2 separate regions of the Mus musculus genome follow, and region 2 is linked to region 1. A link is a contact called in public Micro-C data. All regions are on one chromosome and are shown on one strand. Each heading gives the region's core, a stretch centred on a gene start, on an enhancer-like site or on the middle of the called end of the contact. The rest is flanking DNA. Distances are from core to core; before and after follow the strand shown.

Region 1 (5,583 bases), core at 2,111-4,610:
ATCTTATCTGGATAAGATGCAAGCTTAATTTTCTTTCAAGGAAAGCAAAATAAAACCACTGACTTGAAAATGAAACGAAAGTAATTTTTATGTGTTCTTACATATGTGGCAAAGTAGTCTGGAAACAGAATGAGAAAACTATAAACACTTAAGGGAAGAACTAGGTGTTAAAGAAAGTTTTAAGTATTTCTATTAAAATCTAATTCAATACTTGGCTGATGATGAAGGCAGCTAGGACTGCATTTTATTGTTTTATTTTCTTAAGTAAAATACCAATAGATAGAGAGACATTTTCCATGTATAAAAGAACAAAGAAAAAGCAGTCAGTGCTTCTTTGCGTTAGAATACACAGTTTTAATTGTGTTCAAGATATTTGAGTGCGTCACCCTCCGCTGACTGACTCAGTGTCTGAGCTCCTGAATCAGCTCTCGTCCTGTGCTAATGGTCTTTTGTTTTTCAGAGTTGCCTGCTGGCTGGGAAAAGATTGAAGACCCTGTCTACGGTGTCTACTATGTAGAGTAAGTGTCCGTGGATATTCCACATATAGATTTTGCACTCCTGGGCCATTGTGTATATTATACGAAACACATCTTAGCATTGTTACAAGGTTCAGCATGATATTATTAATTTTATAATGGAAAGAGGAAGAGTTTAGTGAGTAAGCAAATATTCACCAAACCTGGAGAAATTCAGAAAGGAAGTCGGTATACATGGCTTTTGTTAACTTCCGAATCCCCAAGACCCAGTGTGCACCACAGGTTCTCAGCGAGTGGTAGTGAAGAGCTGGCTGCAGGAGAGCCGATTAAAAACTACAGAAAGCTTGTGCTTTTTCAGAGCAGCCTGACTGCTCTTATTTTGATGCCTAGGTCTGAACTTCATAGCAATTATTTATTCACTCTGCCATTCTAAAAGGGTTAGACAAATCTTAATAATTTATGAAACTTTGCCAAGAGTAAGAAGGAAGTGGAAAACTGGGATAAGATGCAGGGCCTGTTATCTGTCCCTCCTGGCCTCTCCCAGGATTCTCAGCCTGTAGTGTGATCTCTTTACTATAGACTTCATTCTAGCATTGGACATGTACTTTGTCATGTTACTAAAATCATTGATTAGCAGGATGCTAAAAAAAAATTTTAACAATAACCAAGAGGTAGAATACTGCAAACATCAATATCAACATATATCGCAGCTTTTCCTCTAAGGAAAGAGAGAAAACTGTAACAGTTCCTTTGAACAAGACAAGCACCATGTGAATTTTGTGTCATTATTGTCCTTCATGCCACAGTGAAGATAAAAGGCCTCCTTTCTCTTTCTCATGTTGCTGGCAATAAAAAGTCACTTGTATAATGCCCCAATAATAGGAACATATTATGTAAAAATGCCAGGCTGCAATAAGATGCCAGCGTCTTACTGTAAAGCAGTTGCAGGAGTTCAGTATAGCAAGTGCCCTTGACCAGTACAAGGCCTGATTCCCCTCTACAGAACAGGGAGAAACTTCAACATCAGATACAAGCAAAGTCATTTTTATTGACCTTCATAAAGTACACGTCCTTTGTGAGCTCTGAAGATCTTTTATATTGACAAACAGAGAGGCTGCTGCCAGGCAAGGCCGGGCTTGCATTGGTACTTAGCTAGCTTGTGCATTTAGTAAGAAAGGATGCAGCTGGGTACCACTATGAACCAAGAAGAAACCAGGTCCCGAAGTGGGAAGACAGAACTTACAAGGTTTGCTTCTCGGTCTTTTCATGGCAGATCCACAGGGCATGCTAGTGCTAGGCAATTTCTTACATGAGATTGTCTAAAGGAACAAAGAGGCAAATATCCTTTTAATAAGAATTAAAGATAATCTGTCCACCCTATTTGATAAACTATTCTTTAAAAGAAAAAGTCTCATTTTCAAAAGCAATACTTGATGTTTTAAATAGTAACGTAATAGGTATGCCCCCAAACTTCTAATGAACTGTTGTTTTGGCTAAAGGAGTACATACACGTGTACATACACACATATGTATATGTGAAACCATCTATATATACATGTATTTATACTTAGTATAAATACAAAATAAATAAGGCCATCACACAGAAACACTCATGTGGATGATGGGTGTATGTTGATGTGTGTGCGTTGTGGGGGTAAGTGCGTGTGCTTGCCCGGCCTTACTAGTGACAGAGTCATCTAAAATGTCTGGATCTTTGTCACTTTAAATACATTGCATTCACATAGTTTAACTACCTTAGAACTATCATTGCCTATAGGCTGTGAATTTGGTCTTTCCTCTTGGTCATTCATTGGGTTGCCATAATTGACAGATGTTAGTGGAGTCCTTTTGACTTCACCCTTAGGCTTCTCCATACCTTGCTATGTAAAGCCATTCAAGAGTTTTGCTATTGTAGACCACAGACAACATCCCAGCTCCAGTTGACTCTTAATTCTTAGTAATTCAGAGTGTACTTCTTGGTGAATTTAATGTACCCCCCCCCTCTCAGATGCTAGCTTTGAAATAGGGGTAGAGTCACTGGCTCAAGCCCTTGAATTCAAAAGCAAGCATAGCTGAGTGAGCATACTAGTTAATAATGCCACACAAAGAGAACTACACAGAGGCGTACTTCTCATCCCCACATGAAATACTATTGTGTCCACACTTACATGCTTCACATACTCAAGGTGAATTGTTGCTTGAAAAAAAAAATGGCATAGAAAACTTTAGAAAAAAATAAATAAAATTTAAGTTTCAAGTTGGGTGTCATTCAGGGCACGGTAAGGTCTCTTTCCTTGCTGCTCCATGGAGATTAGGCCACAAAGCACCCCTCATCCAGTGCAGCTAAGCTTTATGCACTGCCTGTCAATCAGTCACTTGGTGGCCAGCTCAGTTACAAGGTCAGCTGTCACAGTGTCATACACTGTCATACACTGTGTTCAAATGTCCCTTATTTAACTTCCTGATAGGCCCAGAGCACAAAGGTCACAGCGTGGGCAATTGGAACGTGCTGAAGAGGCAGGCAGAAGTTCCTTTAAGTGGCTAAGGAAATAAATCATATGTGGAAACTACTGAGGGCTACAGTGAATTGTTGCTGTTGATCTGTTGCTGTGCTTGTTTTATAAGTTAAACTGGGTCATAGGTGTGTACAGATGCAGAGGGAAAACCATATTCATATTGGATTGGACGCTATCCTGGGCTCCAGCATTCACTGGGGCTCTGGGAACAGGTTCCCTGTAAACAAGGGCTTTCCGCTGGTGAGTAAAGCTATTTGCCTCAGGACATTTGCTAGGGATTTCTAGTAAGATGCATTCCAACCACACCCTAGGTCTCACTGCACATACACAGCCATAATGGGAGCTGTGTTTATGTCTATCTGCATATCCACTCCAGACCCTCTGCTGTGCCTCAACTAATCGATTTGCCCGGCCTTTTCTTGCTAGAATGAGTATTTCCTCCCTGAGAACTGCTTTCCTTTCTTCCCAGCCACATCAACAGGAAGACGCAATATGAAAACCCAGTCCTAGAAGCCAAACGGAAGAAACAGCTTGAACAGCAGCAGCAACAGCAGCAGCCTCAGCCACCGCAGCCAGAAGGTTGGCTTCTTTGCTGGAGGCATTTCCCTGAGCTGGGAGTGTGGGGTAAAGCCTAGGCACTGTCACCCCCGTGTGGTCAGAGCTGGCCTTGATGATAGATTCTTTTCTCCTCTAGTCACCCCTCCCTCCAACAGCACACCCCAGCACACTGCAGAAGGGGGCGCCCCTGCATAGCGCTCAGACCTCTGCCTTGCTTTGGATGGAATTTAACTTGCGGAGCTGAGGGAATTTGGGCCCCTGCAGCATTTGCATGGTGATCCCTGTGTAACATTTAAGCAGAGTTTCTGGGCACTAGGCTCCTTTTTCACGTTAGAAACGCCGTACAGAAGGATCTGCATGCTTCTGGGAAGTCACAAATCATATTCTTTTATTTTTTTTTTATTTTATTTTGGTTTTTCAAGACAGGGTTCTCTGTGTAGCCCTGGCTGTCCTAGATCTCACTCTGTACACCAGGCTGGCCTCAAACTCAGAAATCCGCCTGCCTCTGCCTCCCAAGTACTGGGATTAAAGGCGTGTGCCACCACTGCCCCAAACAAATTCATATTCTTTAGAGAAATCAAAATAACCCAGGAAGAGGGGGGAACATTAAATCTTCCAGTGCTTGCCCCATCCCATTCTTAGGGGCTCACTGTGTAGAATTTTTCTGGTAAATAAAAATCACAAATACCAAAACCAAGAATAATTTTGTGAGTAAATATATTTCATTTGAGCAACTTTTTTTCACTTTTTATTTCTTAAACCTGCTTGAAGGTTTGAGTTGACTCATAGTTTTAATGGCTAAAAGATGTGCTACGTAATGAGTGTTTCTACTAATATGTAGCTATCCATTTATTAATATTTAAGGTTTTCCTAATTTTTCATTAAATCTTTCAGTGGTAGGCTTTATACCATCTAAGTATAATATCAATTATGTGAATATGAACTATAACACTTTTGTTCCCACGTTATATATAATACATATTATATGCTATATATTATTATATATTTAATTAATTTATATATTAAATATTTAACATAATTAATTTATATACTATATATTTTAAATGTGTATGGTGCTAGAAATTGTACTGAGGACCTCATCACACCAAGTATCTACCCAAGCAAGCACTGAGTCCTTGAACATAATCAAATATAGTCCTTAAACTATGGGAGTAGCCAAATGTTACTACTATAAATATATATAAACATCACAAATGTTTTAGCATTGATGTTACATAGTTCTTGTAATAACTACTCATCTTTATAGTGTAAAACAGATACAGATAATATATAAATATAGGCAATTCTGTGTGTCAATAAAACTTTATTCATGAACACCCATTTGAATCTCTAATTTTCGTGTATCAGAAAATACTCAATTTTAACCTTTTAAAAATGTGAAAGGCCAACATGGTTTACATAGTAAGTTCCAGGACAGCCAGAGCTACACAAAGAAACCCTGTCTCGAAAAATCCAAATAAATAAGTAGTAAGTGAATGAATGAATGAAAAGCATTTATGCCATGTACTTCTATAAGGCAGACATTGAGCCCAGTTTAGCTGGTAAACCATGCTTTACTCTCTACTACCCCTATGCACCAGCTGAAAAGTTCTCTGGCTTAATTCCCTTTTTAATTTAAGGATAACTTTTAAAAATATTTTTAAAGATATTTTTAAAGATAGTAGTCCCAGCAAATGTGGTTTGAGCTGTGGGCATATAGCTAAGGGAAGGTGACTGCTTTACATCTTAAAGATCACTCACTGCAAGATGTTACAGGCAGTAGCTTCCCTTTGAGTTTCAGAGACAACAGAAGTTAGTGCCGCAACAAAATAATGGCGTATATTTTCATCCAACTTACCAGGCAAGACAGGTAGGCTCTGCAGACCAGCGCACCCCTCACTGAGCCTTAAGAAGGTCCTTTCTCACATGGCTACCTTCAAGCAAATCCATACCTGAAAAAACAAAGGAAAAGAAAACCAAAATTTGGTTTTCACTTAAAACCTTTAAAGTCAGATTTTTACCAGTTGTGCCAT
Region 2 (5,057 bases), core at 1,281-3,780, 92 kb before region 1:
CCCCTTCCTTCCTTTCTCTTCATCCCTTCCGATAGAAACTATGTCTCATGATAAGCCCAGGCTGACCTTGTACTTGACCCTCCTGCCTCAGCCATGTGGATCACATGTCTGGCAGTTTCTCTTTTTTAAATAAACATGAAACATATTGTTATGTTTTAATGTACATTCAGATTACTGTTTTCTCTAGACAGATTTTCTTAAAAGAGCACAGACATTGTCTTCAGAGCTCAGGACCAAGGGTCTTTTGCATCTGTGAAGGTGTCTTAATACTGAGCTACACTCCTAACTCTTGGGAGTTTTGAGATAGGAACTTACTGTATAGCTCAGAATATTGTCAAATCCATGATTCTCCTGCCTTTGCCTAAGAAAACATTCCTGATTTGTGCTTGAGTATCTTAAACAAACAAACAAACAAACCCAACAACACTAGTGCTTTTGTTCCTTGCCCTTCAGAGACTGAGGAACACTCAGGGCTTTTGAGGGCTTACTGCTATTCATCTCAAAGATGGAAGGAGGACGACCTCAGACTCAAATCATCATGGCCAAATTAATTAAAGCAAACGATAAGTTAAAGCAAGCTTTTAAACTTATGTACAGGAGCTACCTCCCATAAGACAGATTCAGAGAGGTCAGCACTGGGCATGAGGAAGGCAAGGCTTTTCTAGCTCAGGAATAGGGGGCTAGAATTTCCAAATGTGAAATTTGTCAGGCAACATAGGTAGAGTTATAGGAGGAGAACATAAGCATAGCAAACTATTCCTAACAACCTCCTGAAACAAAGACATGCTTGCAAGGAGGGCATAATAAGGTAATAAGACAGCAGGCAGTCATAGGTGGCCATATAGCCCTTTGGAAATGAAGGCAGGGTTGCAAGGTGGTCATAAACAACTTTTAAAAACAAAGACATGATTGCCATGCCTGGAACAGGCAGTACAGAAGCATTTGTAGTTAAGGTTACAGGTGGGGCATAGTATAATCCTTGTGAAACAGAGGTTTAGTCATAAACAGGAATGAACCGGGTTTGCCTTTACAGCTAAGATTTTTTTTAAGCCTAAAATGGAGGCAGGCTGGTTCTTCCTTCCACCACCGGGAACCATGAAGCTAAGCAGCACCTTGCTGCTGCTCTTCCTCGTCCTTCCCTCTCACAGCACACTGGTCGTTGTGTGCCATCAGCATGGCTACGTTTGCTGTTGCCCTGAGCAAGAAGCGAGAGGGTCAGTTCATCGGGAAAGGTGTGGTCGTACAGTGTGGATGAAACTCGGGGTAGATGAACGGAAGCCCTGAGAGGCAGAGCTGAAGGGCCTTGAGCTCTCCACTGCTCTCAGGAAGCTTCTGGAAATGCACTATGATGTCTGTTTGTTGGGGGAAAAAAGTGATAATTTTTATTTTTAGATCAATATCTACTATATCAAAACTCCTTGGTCAAAACACAGCTAGGGATGTAGCTCAGTTGGTAGAGTGCTTGTATAACATTCCCAAAGCCCTGGTGGGTTCAGCTTCTAGCTCTGGATATACCATGATTGATGGTACATCTCTAAGCCCAGGGGATACGGAAACAGGATGATCGGAAATTCAAGGTCAGCCTTTGTTACACTTTGAGTTTAAGGCCAACCTAGGCTACATGAGACCCTGCCCCCCAAACAAAAACAAAAGATCCTTTTTATTATAATACAGGTCCTTTTCAAAACAAATAAAAAATATATAGCTCTTTATATATTTTAGATTTATATCTAGTCTCCTATTTTTTAGCTATGGGATTCTCTTTCTTCTTGGTACTGTGCATATAGCAGTAAGCTTCACCAAGCTCCCCATTATGAAGCAGGGATATAGAAGTGGATCTGGGGAGGAATACCTCTAATCCCAGGAGGTAAAGGTGTGAGTCGGGAAATTAAGGCAGGTCTCATCTGCAGCACTGAGTTCGAAGCCAGCTTGTTCTGCATTAGATCCTGTTTCCTCTCAATTAGAAAAAAAAAAGGTAATATATAAACCCAAAAGAAATGTAAAATGCCAGTGGTGATGCATACTTCAGTGGAGCGTAATAAAGCAGCATGAGCTGATGGAATAAAGGGCACATTGCTATTTTAGATAAAGTGGTCCAGTAGCAAATACAAATTAAGAAGTCTTCTGTTGGTGGTGATGATTGCCTTAGCTACCGAGTGTCTGAGTCGGCCTGGCGTGTGGCTTCGGACTTCCCTCTGAGCCTATCTGATTGCCAAGCCCTTTCAGCCTGTGATTTGATCTGAATGTTGCCTTAGATTCGTGAGGAAGCAGAAACACATTTCCTTCATAACAGAATGTGCAGGGAGGCAGAGCTGCTGCCCTTATAGCGGGGGCTGATCCTGCTCTGTTTAGAACGCCTTGCCAGTGACCAAGAAGTCCTCTGTGTTTCTAATCCTAGAAGGAAAACATACTTGACAAAGTACTGATGAAACAGTGAGAGGGACATTTGGTGCATATGCTGTAGTTCTGTGAAGAGCCACCTGTCATGTCTTCAGAAAGTGCTCCATGCAGGGCAACCGATTCACATGCTAACTAGCTGCACACACCCCATCTGAAGCTGGGAAGGCCAATTCCTTTGTGTTTCCAGCAGCAGGCAAAGCAGTGCCCTGCTTTTCATCCCAAGTTGTGCTGCAGAGTTACTTAACATATGTTTCCTTACACTCCTGTTATTGAGCACATATGCTTTGGCCCACAATCACAAACTCAGAGACAGGTTAAAAGGACAGGGCCTCCCCAGGGGGTGGTATTCTTGTTCCCTAGAGAATGGTATTTTCTTTCAAATGGCCCCCTGGGAGCAGTGGAGAAAGTTCTGTTTGGTGGTAGTTTATGTGTGTGCATGTGTGCCTTGTTTCCCTGAGGGGGGAGGAGATAGTGAGGATGCAAGGGCAAAGGGAGAGAACATGGCTGTTTGGGGTTCATCTATATTGGACATAAATTGACGTTGGGCTATATTAGCTGAGATTATAGTCTCTAACAGATCTTGCTGATTGATGAGAACCACGTTGATGCAGTAATTATTTTTTTAGTCCAATTACACACTTCTTTTAGACACCGTTATATTTTATCTGCCATATCTGGGAGTGTCGCATTATGCATCTCCTTTCACGTGATTGATTTTTGAATGTATGTTTCAGAAAGTACTTGGCACACAAGAGAAATGTCTCAGGATTTGAGAGAGGGACAGATCAGAAAAAGGATGCTGCGTGCCCTTCAGCCTGACTAAAGGATAGCCCTTGGGTTTGTACCACATAAAGGATCATTCCTGACTGTGGTGTTTGTTGTCTGTTGAAGCTGTTACTCCCCTGGTTCCCAGCAGTGTCTCCTGGTTTTGACCCGTGTGTTAACTGAGAATGTAAATGGTCCTACTGTTTCTATGACAGTGAGTGACTGCTTCCTTTCATGTCACACTCCAGTGATTCTGCAGTGGAAGGAGAGGGTTTGGAAAGTTATTTTGGAAACATTTGAATCTGATGCCAATCACCTGAATTTGACTTTTCTTACAAAGCTTAGCCAGCCAGCCTTTGGAGACTCTCATTTAGAACCCACCCATCTTCACTGTTTCCATCCTATGTCTTCTTCTGAATGTTGAGCATTCAGCCATGGGGTGATGCAGGTGATGTAGTACAGTTTATAGAGAATGATGAGCATAGAACAGTAGACTGATGCTTATAGCAGATGCTACGGGAAGATGTAGAACATGATGACATGGTAGGGAAACACCAGAGGCTGGGTCTTCCTAAGAGGGTTGAGCATAGCTTTCAGGGGGAAACAATGTCTTTGTAGTATCACAGTAGGAGTGGACAGAAGAGGGCGGGAGCAAAGGCATGTTGGCCTCACTGTATGTGGCTGATTTATTTGTCAGGGACCAGGAGAGCTGGAGACAGCTTCAATACTGTTTCCGCTGGGGCAGCCTAGGGGCTTTCTTTAGAGGCTTCTACTTTGGTGAAGCCAGGATTCCTGGCTTCATCACAGAGAAGAATTTCAGAATGACTCAGTGTGAAGCAAGGCTGGAATCTAGCATGGATTTGATGCAGACATTAGAGCAGGAGAGATGTACCTTGGTGAAGGGCAGTATGTAGACACCAAGACATGGCTTTCGGTTCTCAAAAGAGAGCCTAACAGCTGGCCATGATGGGAGAGGCATGTAACCATGTAACCTAGCACTTGGCTGATGGAGGCAGAAGAATTAGCAGTTCAAGTTCAACTTTGTTTAACAGCATTGCAAGTTTAAGGCTCAGAGACAGACAGAGACAGCACTGATTTAAATACCTTGGCAATAGGGCCAAAAATGTATGTACCATTTGGGTAGCTTCTGAAATTACATTGTTAGGAGCATTTCTAAGAAACTTCATTTTTTTCTCTCTCTCCCATCTTCCAGCTATTCTCCCACTTTTTCTTTTTGTCTTTTTCTTTTTTTCTTCTCCCTCTTCAATAAATGAAATCATAGGGAGATTCTCAGATATAGGTTTCTAGCCCAAACAGGAGTAGAATTCGATTCAAAGGTACCCCCTATTTGAGACCTCATCTAGACTCCAGAGTGAGGGGCTTCTTTCCCTTGTCCCTAAGTTTTCGTTGTCTTCCTGTCCTGCCTCATACAACCCAGACAACACCTGGGTTTAAATGCATAACATCTGCACCTAAGGTTAGAGAATGTGGGTTGTGGTTCATTGTGTAGAGACAGAGGACGCCACTCCTGTGCTCTCCTCAGCAACACCCCGAATACCAATTCATTCTGGTGGTAGAAAAGAAAACTCACTGGATACTTGGTAAGAGCAAAAATAGCGCAGGCATTGGCCAGATCTCAGTGGCCAGAGCACATTAGGGGTTTATCCCAGGGTCTCTGTTCTGTCTTCTGATGTGTTGATGTCATAAGCCCAGCTTTGGTGGGAATGCGTTGTTTTTAGCAGCTCTATGCCCCAGTCCTTTAACCACAAGTTTCTTTTTCGCAGTGATTACAACTCACATCCTGCTATCAAATCCAGCCCAATTATCTGGGTCTTGTGGTCACTCCAGAACACTCTGACTAGAGGAGAGATGGTGCTGGACAGGGTCAGGCT

The links. A called contact is a pair of places that touch in the nucleus more often than the background predicts.
Region 2: a Micro-C map of stem cell-derived motor neurons shows a contact between it and region 1, with 2.6 times the contacts expected there. The contact joins two enhancer-like sites. A contact is called at or near these places in 1 of 15 datasets of contacts at CTCF or cohesin (embryonic stem cells), 13 of 484 Hi-C or Micro-C datasets (the G1E-ER4 cell line, the HPC-7 cell line, brain and 6 more) and 1 of 9 other capture datasets (embryonic stem cells).

Annotation. Positions count from the first base shown.
Region 1 is chr6:93,755,643-93,761,225 of GRCm38.p6, reverse strand. Magi1 (membrane associated guanylate kinase, WW and PDZ domain containing 1) reads left to right here. Exons shown (of 24, transcript NM_001029850.4): 8 at 461-518; 9 at 3,462-3,571. Among named protein-coding and RNA genes, the nearest start is that of Gm23035, 35 kb to the left of the region's middle. Within about 2 kb of position 3,360, at least 78 of the 459 cell types and tissues checked have an H3K27ac peak or open chromatin away from gene starts, as enhancers often do. A contact at or near this core is called in brain, embryonic stem cells and stem cell-derived motor neurons, where this site is marked.
Region 2 is chr6:93,846,939-93,851,995 of GRCm38.p6, reverse strand. All of the region lies in intron 2 of Magi1 (membrane associated guanylate kinase, WW and PDZ domain containing 1), which reads left to right. Among named protein-coding and RNA genes, the nearest start is that of Gm22840, 41 kb to the left of the region's middle. Within about 2 kb of position 2,530, at least 54 of the 459 cell types and tissues checked have an H3K27ac peak or open chromatin away from gene starts, as enhancers often do. A contact at or near this core is called in brain, embryonic stem cells and stem cell-derived motor neurons, where this site is marked.